Linked DNA regions of Mus musculus: region 2 is linked to region 1. A link is a contact called in public HiChIP or PLAC-seq data. All regions are on one chromosome and are shown on one strand. The core of a region is the stretch at or near the end of the contact, and the rest is flanking DNA. Distances in the headings are between cores, read along the strand shown. Region 1 holds the start of Axl (AXL receptor tyrosine kinase). Region 2 has its middle 6.7 kb from the start of Gm46015.

The links. HiChIP or PLAC-seq counts read pairs in DNA pulled down with a chosen protein or histone mark.
Region 2: a contact with region 1 is called in an HNF4G HiChIP or PLAC-seq map of pancreatic cancer cells. The contact joins the enhancer-like site here to the promoter of Axl in region 1. A contact is called at or near these places in 1 of 39 promoter capture datasets (hematopoietic stem and progenitor cells), 2 of 484 Hi-C or Micro-C datasets (pre-megakaryocyte-erythroid progenitors and uterus), 6 of 115 datasets of contacts at active chromatin or transcription factors (effector CD8 T cells, embryonic stem cells, extraembryonic endoderm stem cells and 3 more) and 3 of 9 other capture datasets (adipose tissue, liver and pancreatic islet).

Annotation. Positions count from the first base shown.
Region 1 is chr7:25,784,680-25,790,452 of GRCm38.p6, forward strand. It overlaps Axl (AXL receptor tyrosine kinase), which reads right to left and starts at 4,054. Exons shown (of 20, transcript NM_009465.4): 1 at 3,736-4,054; 2 at 2,612-2,837; 3 at 2,208-2,308; 4 at 1,155-1,331. The coding sequence starts at 3,799.
Region 2 is chr7:25,828,125-25,834,671 of GRCm38.p6, forward strand. It overlaps the pseudogene Gm4613. Among named protein-coding and RNA genes, the nearest start is that of Gm46015, 6.7 kb to the right of the region's middle. Within about 2 kb of position 3,972, at least 63 of the 459 cell types and tissues checked have an H3K27ac peak or open chromatin away from gene starts, as enhancers often do. A contact at or near this core is called in adipose tissue, liver and pancreatic cancer cells, where this site is marked.

The sequences.
Region 1 (5,773 bases), core at 2,804-5,303:
CCTCTGCCTCCCAAGTGCTGGGATTAAAGGTGTGCACCACCACACCCGGCTCCTTTGGTTTTCTTTATTGACAGGGTCTCACACTGTAACCCTGGGATGGCCTAGAACTCACTATGTCAGCCAGACACATCTCAAACTGGTGACAATCCTTCTGTCTCAGCTTCCAAATTCTAGGATTATAGGTATGAGCCTCCACCCTTGTCTTCCCTAATTGACTTTCTCTTTTACTCATTTTCCCTCCCTCATTCTACTCTGGGCTCTGCTTTTCCAGGAAAGCTCAGCCGAGCATGGACTGAGGTCTAGGGAACACTTCAGATCAGGGGGTGGGCAGGTCAAAGGAGGAAGTGGACAGAGGAGGGTATTGGTTCATTCTGATGCCTTGCTTGGGTCAGGGCTGACAAAGGAGCACCAGGCCTACACATTTGGGCCACTGAACAGCATTAGAGATTTGGGACAAAGAATGCTATTGAACAGAGAGGGGCTGTGGTGAGCACAGAGAGAGAGAGAGAGAGAGAGAGAGAGAGAGAGAGAGAGAGAGAGAGAGAAAGAAAGAGAGAGAGAGAGAGAGGGAGGAGAGAGAGAGAGGCTGGGGTGAACAGAGAGAGGCTGGGGTGAACAGAGAGAAGCTGGGGTGAGGAGAGAGAGGGGGGGCTGGGGTGAACAGAGAGAGGCTGGGGTGAGCAGAGAGAGAGAGAGAGAGAGGCTGGGGTGAACAGAGAGAGGCTGGGGTGAACAGAGAGAGGCTGGGGTGAACAGAGAGAGGCTGGGGTGAACAGAGAGGCTGGGGTAAACAGAGAGAGGCTGGGGTGAACAGAGAGAGGCTGGGGTAAGCAGAGAGAGGCTGGGGTGAACAGAGAGAGGCTGGGGTAAGCAGAGAGAGAGAGAGAGAGAGAGAGAGAGAGAGAAGAAGAAGAAGGAGGAGGAGGAGAGGAGGAGGAAGAGGAAGAAGAAGAGGAGGAGGAGGCGGCGGCTGGGGTGAACAGAGGCACACACACAGAAGTAGTGAAACAGTGATGGAGAGACAGAGGGATGGAGAACAGACAGACAGATGAAAAATCACAGGAAGGGAAATAAGACAGAAGACAGAGACAAGTAGACAGACACATCGAATGAAGGGCCCTGGCTGCTCTGCTTTGGCCCACTCTCAGACTCACCTGGAGTTTGCAGACTGTGCTGGGAGCTGTGTCCTGTGACTGGGGCCAGGGGGACAGCATCTTGAAGCCAGAGTAGGGTCACGGGTTCCGGGGGTCCCTGGGCCTGGCAGCTTAGGTTGAAAGGGGTGTTGGCAGGCACAGCTTTGTCCTCAGGCTCCTCCAGGAAGTACGGGAGACCTGGGCAGTCAAGGACAGAAACTTGGTTCCCTCTGACCCTCTCAGGGCCCCCAGATTATCATTAGGATGTTGGAGGTGCTAAACACTACATCCACCCTGCAGGGTTTTTGACTTGTCCCTTATATCTGGTCACCTAGGAAACGTGCGTCACCTTCAGATATCTGATCCTTTATGCTTTTATGCCTAGGACCATGCTTCCAACATCTGGTTTAGCCTATGCCTGACCACCTTGAACATTTTCCAGGGCATGTAAAAGTCTCGCCTTGTCTGTTTTTCTTTTTCTCTTCCTCTTCCTCCCCCTCTTCCCCTCCCCCCCCCCCATCTCTCTGAGATACAATCTCTCTACAGAGCCTTGACTGTCCTGAAACTCACTATGTAGACCAGGCTGGCCTTGAACTCACAGAGATCCTCCTGTCTCTGTCTCCTTGGTGCTGGGATTAAAGGTGTGTGTTAGCATGCCGGGGTCTTCTCCTTTTGAGGGTCTTTCTATGTATCCCAGACTAGCCTCAAACTACAGATCATCTGCCTCAGTCTCTTGAAAGTGGCAATTATATGTGTGCATCACTATGCCTGGCTTTCCTCGTATCCCTTTCCTAATGAAGGAGTGAGGTACTTGGAAATATGGGAGAATTAACTTGTGTGCAGCTGATTCCCAGACTAGAAGGTCCTACTCCAAGCATATCTGATTCCCCAGGACATCCAAAAGCTCCCCAAATCTCTCTCCTCTGGGACATAGACCTGTCCCCCATAATGTATGGCCTCCCATGCCTCCCCAACTACCAAGATTCCCTAAGTCTCTGGACTTTATGTCCCAATGGGAAAAGCTCTGAGTTCTTCACCTGTCATCCCCGCATAAGCTCTGACCCGAGAACTCACCTTCCAGCCCTACAAAGCCCGGCTGAGACACAAAGGTCCGTCCTTCTAGATGCACCATACACTGGTACTCCCCTGCATCTGAAAGTTGCAGGGCTGAGATTCTAGAAGGGAAGAGGGGGATTTAGAGGCTGGGGGTCAGAGCTGGACACTGGGATGTGGTCAGCAGAACTGAAAGAGGGAGGGGGTCTGGACAGGAAACTTATAGGAGGCTGAAGTAGGTCCTATTTTTAACTCATTTTTACAGAAGAGGAAAACGAAACCCAGAGGTCATATCACAAGCTCAGAGCCACGTGCCCAGTAAGTGGTCAGGTGGAGATTCCCAACCCAGGTGGAGGGGCTGCCCAGTGGCTTGGTGCGGAAGGGCTGTGTGTATGGAGCTCCCTGGTCAGTGACAGGTGCCACACCTGAGCTGACTGACAACTTTCCATTCATCTTGCCAGTCTTCGCCCAGAGGCACCTGGGTCTGGGTGTTATCAGCCAGTTCTAGGATCTGTCCATCTCGAAGCCACACCACCTCAGGGGGTTCCCCCTGAACCTGGAGCTCACACCGAAGTGTCCCCGTGAGTCCTCTGGCACCTGTGATATTCCCTGGGTTCCCCACAAACGGGCTGCCAGCCTCGGTCTGTGTGTCTGTCAGGGAGATGGTAAGGAGCATGGTTAGGAAACCCGCAGCTCGCTGCTCCTCTGGTCCACCTTCCCTATCTGCCCATGGTTGCCAGGACCCCACATAGTTGTAGAGTGACCTCAGAGGGGGGTGGGGTGGAGGCATGGGAGAGGATAGGAGTCTTCCCAGGGGATTGAGGTCCGGCTTCCATCTCATGTCCAGTCTGTTAGGAAGAAGGCCTGGGATCTGGCAGCCTCCCACGCCCTGGACTGCCTGGCAGGGCCGGTCCTTGCCATTCTGGTCTCTAGAGACTTCACAGTCTGGACTGGGAGATAGAGGAAAAGAAAACGGAGCAGAGAAGGAAAGGAAAGGGGAGGGGAGGGGAGGGGAGGGGAGGGGAGAGAGAGAGAGAGAGAGAGAGAGAGAGAGAGAGAGAGCACTCCAGCAGGGCAAGAACAAGTGGAGGGGGACAGCAGTGACAAAGGGGGCCCAGGACTCCCAAACCCTCCTTCTCTAGTCTTCCTCTGTGTTTGTTGGGGAAAGAGCCCTTTCTGTAATCTGGACCCTCTAGCTCTGTCCCTCTCCTCAGGACACAGATTCCTCAACCCCCCAGCCCTCCCTCAACTCCTCCTGTCTGTCTTTCTGCCCAGTCCATCTTTTGGTCCTCCCGGTTACTGTTTCTTGTCCTTCTATTCCTCTCTGAGTTGCTTTCCCTAACTCCAGGCTCTTTGAGTCTGTGTCTTTCTGCCGCCCCCCCCGCCCCCCCCCCCGCGCGCGCCCAGGCCAGCACTCTGTCGTCCCAAGGAAACTCCCTAAGCCAGCCCAGTACCCATAACACCTGCCAGCCAGCCCCCACCTCCTCACTGCCCCTGCCCTGGATCGCATCAGCCGGCGTCTCTGCCTCAGTGAGACCCCATCACTCACCCTTATGGGCTGCACACCCCCAGCAGCACAGCGCCAACCACCAGGCCAGCGGGACCCTGCCCATCCTCCAGACACCAACAGCTCAGATTGATGCCAAACTTTCTTCCGAAGTTGATGGGCACCTCGCTAGGAAAGGGGGCAGGGCCGGGTTGTCCCCGGCCCTCCCCCCACCCCTGGGCTCCTGGGATTTGGCACTGCCCGCCTGGCACAGCGGGAGCCCCTCGGCTGGCTCAACTCCTCCGCAGCTAGCCGCCTTCCCGGCTACCCTGCCTCATTCTCTCACTCCCAGACTTCTTTCCCCGCCCCTGGCTCCCCCTCTGCCTCCGCCCACTAGGGCCCCAGCCTTGGGGCCACTGGGACTTGGAGGGGTTAACTAGGAGTGAAGAGTACGGGATCTGCCTTGTCTTAAAGGAGCCTGGGCGCCTTGGAGAGAGGCTGGGGAGGAGGAAGGAGACCTTGGTGGCTCATGGTGGCTGAGGCCGATCCTGGGCTGGTGAGTTAGGAGGATGGGCGCTGTGTCCCCCTGAACTCTCAGGGTCTGGTAAACATTCCTGTAGAATTTCCACTCCTCTCAGCCCAAGACGCCCCCCAGCCCCCCTTTCTGGGCCCCCACCCTCAGCCCAGCCTGCCAGGCCTCCTCCAATTCCCCTCACACTCGCAGCTTGAACAAGGACTCTCTCTCTCTCTCTCTCTCTCTCTCTCTCTCTCTCTCTCTCTCTCTCTCTCTCTCTCTCTCTCTGCATTGACACAGAAGCTGGGACAGGTAGAGACATGCAATGGCATGCTGCCTGCCCACAGATACCCTCAGATGAGCCGGGTCAGGAGCTTGCCTGGGGAGAAGTCTTACAAATGGAAGGTCACTGCGGGACTGGCATATGGGGGATCAGGGTACTCACTGAGGGCACATCAACACTCAAACCCACCGAAGCCCACTTGAACACAGAAACAGGAATCCAGAGGTGGCAGCAGACTGAAGTGACAACCCCAGCTCTAGCCCAGCCACATGACTTTGGGCAATGGGCAAATGCCTGTCTTCCTGTACCTCAGTGTGTCTAGCTTTAAGATGGGGACGAGGACAGCCCCTGCTAATGCAGCAGGCTAGTGCGAGAATGATCTAGGTCAAAGTGCATGCAGTTTCTTGCACAGGGTGGCCCAGATGACGAGGTGCCCGGGATTTTTGCTACCCATGCTGGTTGTTCCTCTGCCTCAGGATTCTTGTATCCAGCCCTGGCAGATCCGGAGCCAGTATTAAGCCTCTGCTGCATGTCTGCTTCTATGCCTCTAGGTGTTTGCCATAGAGGGCATGCTCAGATGGCCTCCTAGTACCCAGTTCTCTTCTTCATTAGTCAGGCTGCTTCTTGATCAAATCATTGAGCTGCTTTTGATCACCACAGAATCCCATGTCACCTCCTGGCATCTCTCTCTCTCTCTCTCCCTTTGCCCTTCTCCATATCCACCACTCCTCCTTCCATCCCCCTGCCTCCAATCCATCTCTTGGTTGGGATCTAGGAGGATGTTTCTGAGACAGCCCTCCCCCCCATGTCTGTCCTCTAGACTCCCCACTTCTCTGATGATCAACTCCAAGCCTCTCAGCTGCTCGCTCTCGGTCCTAACCATAACCACCATCCTGTTTGTATCTTGATTCAGTGATGTGGCAGCCCCGGCATCTAACCTGCCACCTAGTCTGAGCCCTGGGGTCCTCCTGAACGCTCAGTGTGGATTGGTTGCATGGAATCCCAGGGAGAGCTCAGCCTTACAAACCTCTCTCCTATGTGGCTGCCTCTTTAGAGTCTCACCCTGGTCTAGCCTTGCCCTTTCCCTCCTGGATCCCAGCTATAATTTGCTCCTTCAGTGGCCCGATTGCTTCTTCCATCACGTTTCCCTTTTAGCAGCCACAGGGTGTTTCTTATCCCACATCCCATCTGATCCTTTCCTTCTCCCTTCCTTCCCTCTCCGATACCACCTAGCTGTATCCCATCTTCTGCTTCAGCCTTTAGGATAAAGCCACGGGCTTCTTACAAGCACCCCTCATTGCCAC
Region 2 (6,547 bases), core at 2,722-5,221, 43 kb after region 1:
TTACATGGCTGCTCACAATGGTCTTTTATTCCTATTGATTTATTTAGCATCTTGATCAAAGCCCCCGCCTCCCCACCCTGGACCTTTTAATTTCAGTTCCAATGGAGTCAATATCCTCTTCTACCCTTATAGCACATGGTACACACACACACACACACACACACACACACACACACACACACACACACAAAGTAAATAAAGTAAATTTTTAAAAAAAGAAGAGAAAAATCCTGGGGTGATGGTCTAGGTATCTGGGAAGCAAAGAAAGGACTAAAAAATCCTCTGACCTTGCTTCATGGTCTCTGATCTAGTATGTAATTCTCAGTCTCTTTTCTCTAAGCCTGTTTTATGTTGGTCTCTCTCTCTCTCTCTCTCTCTCTCTCCCTCTCTCTCTCTTTCTCTCTTTCTTTCTATTTTTTTTTACGTAAATAACCCGTTTATTGCAGGCTAGGCAAGTCTCAGACAGCAGGGCTTCTGCTGATCTTTCAGTTCCTTCAGTCTTCTGACGGCAGACTTCACTGTGATTGCAGAGGTGGTGTTGTAGGTCCAGGCCCCGCCGGCCACTGTTTTTATGCAGGAACCACAGTGCCAGATGCCGACGGCTCGTCTCTTCATCTTGGTCTTGCCACAGAAGGAGCAAGTGTACTTGGCGTGCTGGCTGATTTCAATTTTCTTCACCATTTTCCGGAGGGAGGCACCATAGCGGGTCCCGTACTTGCCGACGATGCCGACCTTCTTGGTGCGTTCAGCCATGTCGCCGGAACCCAAGCCCAAGTCTGAACGCTTTCTTTTCTTTTCTTTCTTTCTTTCTTTCTTTCTTTTTTTTTTTTTTTTTTGGTTTTTTCGAGATAAGGTTTCTCTGTGTAGCCCTGGCTGTCCTGGAACTCACTCTGTAGACCAGGCTGGCCTCGAACTCAGAAATCCGCCTGCCTCTGCCTCCCAAGTGCTGGGACTAAAGGCGTGCGCCATCACGCCCGGCCTCTTTCTTTCTTTCTTTCTTTTTTTTTTTTTTAAGACTTATTTTTTTATTTTATGTATGTGAGTACACTGTAGCTATACAAATGGTTGTGAGCCTTCATGTGGTTGTTGGGAATTGAGTTTTTAGGATCTCTGCTTGCTCTGGTCAGCCCCATTCACTCAAGCCCAAAGATTTATTTATTATTATACAGAAGTACACTGTAGCTGACTTCAGATACACCAGAAGAGGGCGTCAGATCTCATTACGGGTGGTTGTGAGCCACCATGTGGTTGCTGGGATTTGAACTCAGGACCTCTAGAAGAGCAATCAGTGCTTTTACCTGCTGAGCCATCTCGCCAGCCCCCTAGGTTGATCTTTCTTAAAAAGGATATATAGAATTATAGTTATTACTGAACATATTATCTGTATGCTGACAGTCAAAACAAATGGGGGGTCAAAATGCCCTCTTTTATAGTGTTTCCTGTCTTTTAATATGGAAAAAATATATTTGTCTCTCTTAAGTCTCTTTATTTTCTTATTTAAATTTCATACTTTTTAAAAAAGTTGTAAGAATGTTTACACAAACTTGAGACAGGAGATTCTTGACCTAAACATTACAATGTCATGTCTGCCTTGAAACAAGATATGAGGGCAGAGAAGTCAACATTTGAATAACACAAAGATAACCTTTACAGAGTTCACAAAAACATTATGCCTACACAGGACAGCCTGGGCTACAACATTTACAGAAATCTTCCTTTGCAGGCTCAATAGCTTGGCACACATTTGGAACCTATTCTTGTGTGCTACGTGTGCGTGCGTGCGTGTGATATGCCTGTCATGGTGAAATGTGTGTAGGATCAAGCTCTGATATTGCTCCTTGTCTTTCACAGCATTGAAGCCTGGGTCTCTGTCATTATTGTCTTGTCTGTTTCCAGATGTCCTTTCTGTCTCCCCCTGTCTTGTCCTAGTGCCAGATTAGGGGTGCACTTCACAGCTCTGTGTGGGTTCTGTGGTTTTGACCCCTGACCTTAATCTTGCAAGGCAAGGGTTTTACAGTGTGAGGTGTCTCCCCAGCTCCCACACCTAAATCTTTTGCAACTGGAGGCTTACTTAGTTTTTGCATTTGTCTTTATCCACGAGGGTGGTTCTGCCTCACTTGTTTTGACTTCTGGGAGGTGTTTCACAAAATGACTTTGACATATGTCTCCCTCTGTTGCCCCCAGAGACATAGCTGAGCTCTGATGGTTTCCAGGCCTTTCCTTTTAAAATCAGTTCTGCATCTTTTTTTCTGGGTTGAGAATTGAATTTCAGATGCCCGAGTCAAAGGAAGTCTGTTTCCTTCTGTGCTGCCCTCTCCTTGATCTGCCCTCTGAGCCCAGTGGGTCCAGTCCCTCCTGACCTGGCTTCCGGGCCTCTCCTGAAGCCCCTCTCCTCCTAGCCAAATGGGCTGGGTTATTTGTAGAGCTCTGGTTTCTCTGCCTAGACCAGGGAGGAGAGACCAGTCCCATCTGTCTCACCCAGGCACCCAGGCCTGACAAGTCTCAGCATCTGGTTTCTGGGCCTTGGTGGCTCACATCAGCGATCCCCTGTCCTTGGGAAGCTGGCAAAGGAGGATTGCACGTTTCAGACCAATGTGAGCTACAAAGTGAGATTCTGTCTCTTAAACCCCCAAATAATATCCCATAACAAACTCAACCAATGGCAAACCCTCACAAAACCACAAACAAAACAACAAAACAACAGTGGTGATGCTCAGAGGGGGCACCAGGAAGGATCGACAAGGTTTTGGGGATGATGGGGAATGGGGGTGGGACTTTGTTTGTTTGTTTGTTTGTTTCTTTAAAGGAAATTTTTGACAAAGGGAGTTCCCTGAATTCAGTTTGCTCTGCCACAGCCACCGTCTTTTTGTGTGGCTTTGACTAGGCTGTTCGACTCCCAGTTTTCCTCCTCTGTAAATACAGCTCATATCTGCAACTATTTTCCATTCATTCCTTTTTAAAGTTTTTTTTTTAGATTTATTTTTATGTGCATGAGCGTTTTGCCTGCATGTATGTCTGTGCATCACATGGGACGTATCCACAGAGGACAGAAGAGGGCATCATATGCCCTGGAACCGAAGTTACACCATGTAGGTGCTGGGAATTATCTTTCTGGCTCTTCCCCATTAGATTCTTTAAATTGGGTACTATCCTTTCTGTCTTGTATCGAGGAACTTGGGACTGGAGGACAGTAGATTATTTTCCCAGTGTCTGGCTTTCTAGGATAGGGTCCTACTCTGACTTTCTCTTTATTTGCCTCCTTCTGGGACCCTCTGCCCAGCTATGCCACACTCTTCCTCATGAGCTGACTTGCTTCTTGCAGGCTCACTCCATTGCATGCACACGGTGTCTACCAGAGCATGCTCCAGCTATTGAGCTACTGCTTTCCGATTGCATTGTGGTTAGAGGGCTAAACCAGGCGAGGTGGAAGACCTAGAGGGACCAAAAAACTCTGAGAAGGAAGAGCGGGTGGAAGGGAGTCAGAGATGGACACCACAATCTTTCCCCTTCTTCCCTTCTTGCTCTCGTGCTGTGTTCAAACCCCACGCTGGCCTTGTGGGTGGCCATGGGCAGGAGTCTTTTCCCAGTGATCTCACCCAGCAAGTCTAGGCAATGCATCAATACCTCTCCCTGAGAATTACAGGAGTCCTAGGATTAATGCCTGTATTGCATTTTGGCAAATTCTGGTTCGGTTAGTCAATGTGTGGCAACTAAAGTTCAGGGTGCTTGTTTTGTGCCTGGGGTGAACCCCAAGTCTTACCACCACCCAAGAGTGGCTATCATTATTTTCTCCATTTTAACTTTTCACGGACATTCCATTCCTCTAACTGTACTAACTTGTGTAAACAGGTTTGTTACTAATTTCAAAAGACCGCGTGAAAAGGATTTCTTTTCTCGGCATACTCCCTCCCAGGCTACTGGCTGTCTCAGCCACACCGCACTTTCAGTCAGGCAGCTCTTGCAGTTATAAATGTTTAACTTTCTTTGCCTGAACCAGCCTGGGCTTGTGCGTACTGCCCTTCCAGAAGGAAACATCACCCTCACAGAGTAGGGAGAAGGTTACAGGCTCCTGAGAGTTCCTTTCTGGGAGTCATTGTTTTCCTAACACCCACATCTCCAAAGAGAAAGTAAATCCCATCTGCTTCTCTCTTTAAAAAAAATCAGCATGCCTGGGCTTCCAGAATAATGAATGTCTGGAGAAGATCCAGAAGTCAAGGATGTAGCAGATGCCTCCAGAGGTGCCTGGTATCAAAGACCTACAAAGCCCCACCTCAGGCTTGGGAGCCATTTCCATGCTCAGGCCACACTCTGGGGGTTCTGGGGACTTGGAAACCAACAGTCCTGACTCAATCCTTCATAGTCTAGCAGAGGCCAGGAGAAACAGATCATTGTCTAAGTTTCTCTAGGCAACCAATTTGAAATGTATCAAAGAAAAACAGAGTATTTTGACCTCCTCATCCCATGAGAGTTTGTATAATGGTATCATTATATTTCTTCATTACAGAGTTTGCCAGAAATGTTAGGGAAGACATTTAATAATTAGACTTCACTTTTGGAGTGTGCGCATGCATGTGCGTGTGTGTGCGTGTGTGTGTGTGTGTGTGTGTGTGTGTGTGTGTGTGTATGTGTGTGTGTGCAGGTAGGTGCATGGAGAGGTCAGTGGTCAATTTTAGGTGCTGTTTCTCAGTTGACACCTCTTTTTTAGTTTTATATATATATACATATATATATATATATATATATATACACACACACACATATATATATACATATATATACATACACACAAATATATAAATACATACATATACACACATATATGCACACAAACATGTACTATATATATTCATCATCATCATCATTATTATTATTAATTATTTTAAAGGCAGGGTCTTTCACTGACCCAGGGCTCAGCAATTAACCCAGGATGTCTTGTCAGTGAACCTGGAGATCCCTGGCTCCTCTTCCCAGTGCTCATGTCTTTATGCTTCTCTGTTTCTTTTGTCTGACAGGGTCTCATGAAGCCCAGATTGGTTTCAAACTCACATTATGACTAACTGAGGGGGACCCTGAACTTCTGAATCTCTTGCTTCCCCATTCTGAGTGCTGGGGCTATGAACATGCAACACCTGGTGTTTGGTGCCGTGGATTGAGTCCAGGGCTTTATGACTGCTAGGCAGGCACTCTACCAATTGAGCTACACCACCACCACTTAAGTTAAAAAAAATTTTTTTTAAAAGATTTACTTATGTGTATAAGTGTTTTGCATGCATATATGTTCCTGGTGCCCTCCAAGGTCAGAAGAGGTCTTTATACCACCTGGAACTGGAGTTGTACATGATTGTGAGTCACTTTGTGGGTGCTGGGAATCAAACCCAGGTCCTCTGCAAGAACATGTATTAACCACTGAACCATCTCTCCAGCCTCTAACATTTTTTAAGAGAATAACCTACTTTTATTATTTTAAATTATGCGTGCGTGTGCGTGCGTGCGTGCGCACATGGGGGAATGCACACATGACTGTAGGAGCCCAAGGAAGCGAAGGGCATTGGGTTCCCTGGTGCTGGAGTTACAGAAGCTGTGAGCCACCTGACTTGGTACTGGAAACTGAACTTGGATTCTGTGGAAGAGCAGTATGTTCTCTTAATCATGGAGCTGTTCCTTGAGTCTCAAGTTTGAACAGTTCTCATCCCTGGGCTGGAGAGACTGTTCGATGGTTAAGAGCACTTATATGCCAGGTGTTTTAGTCTCAGCACTGGAGAGGCAGAGGCAGGTGGATCTCTCTGAGTTCAAGGTCTACAGAGTGAGTTCCAGGACAGCCAGGGCTACACAGAGAGACACTGTCTCAAACAAAACAAAACAAAACAAAACAAAACAAAACAAAACAAAACAAAACAAAACACACTCATTGTCTCTTTTAGAGGAACTGGGCTCAGGTCTCAGCATCCATGCTGGGTGGCTCACAACAACCTGTGATCCAGTTCCGGGAAATCTGATGTCCTCTTCTGGTCTCTGAGGGTATCTACACACACACACATACACACAGACACAGACACACATACACACACACACACACACACACACACAGACAGACACACAGACACACACACACAGACACACACACACAGACACACACATACACACACACATACACACACACAGACACATACACAGACACACACACAGACACACACAGACACATACACAGACACACACACAAACACACACACACAGAGACACACAGACACACACACACAGACACACAGACACACACACACACACACACACACACACGCACAAATATACACAAACATACCAAAAACTTTTTTTCTTAAATCCTTTTACTTCTGCTGCTGCAAGCATGGAGAAATAGCATTCATATAACAGAAAGACAAAGTAATATAGTGATGTCCCCTCTCATTTGTTTTTTTTTTGGGGGGGGTGGGGGGTGAGGGATGGTCTTTAGATAAGGTTCCTCTATAGCTTAGGCTTGTCTTGAATCCACTATGTTCTATAACCATCCAAAATTCTTTTGTGAACTTATTTC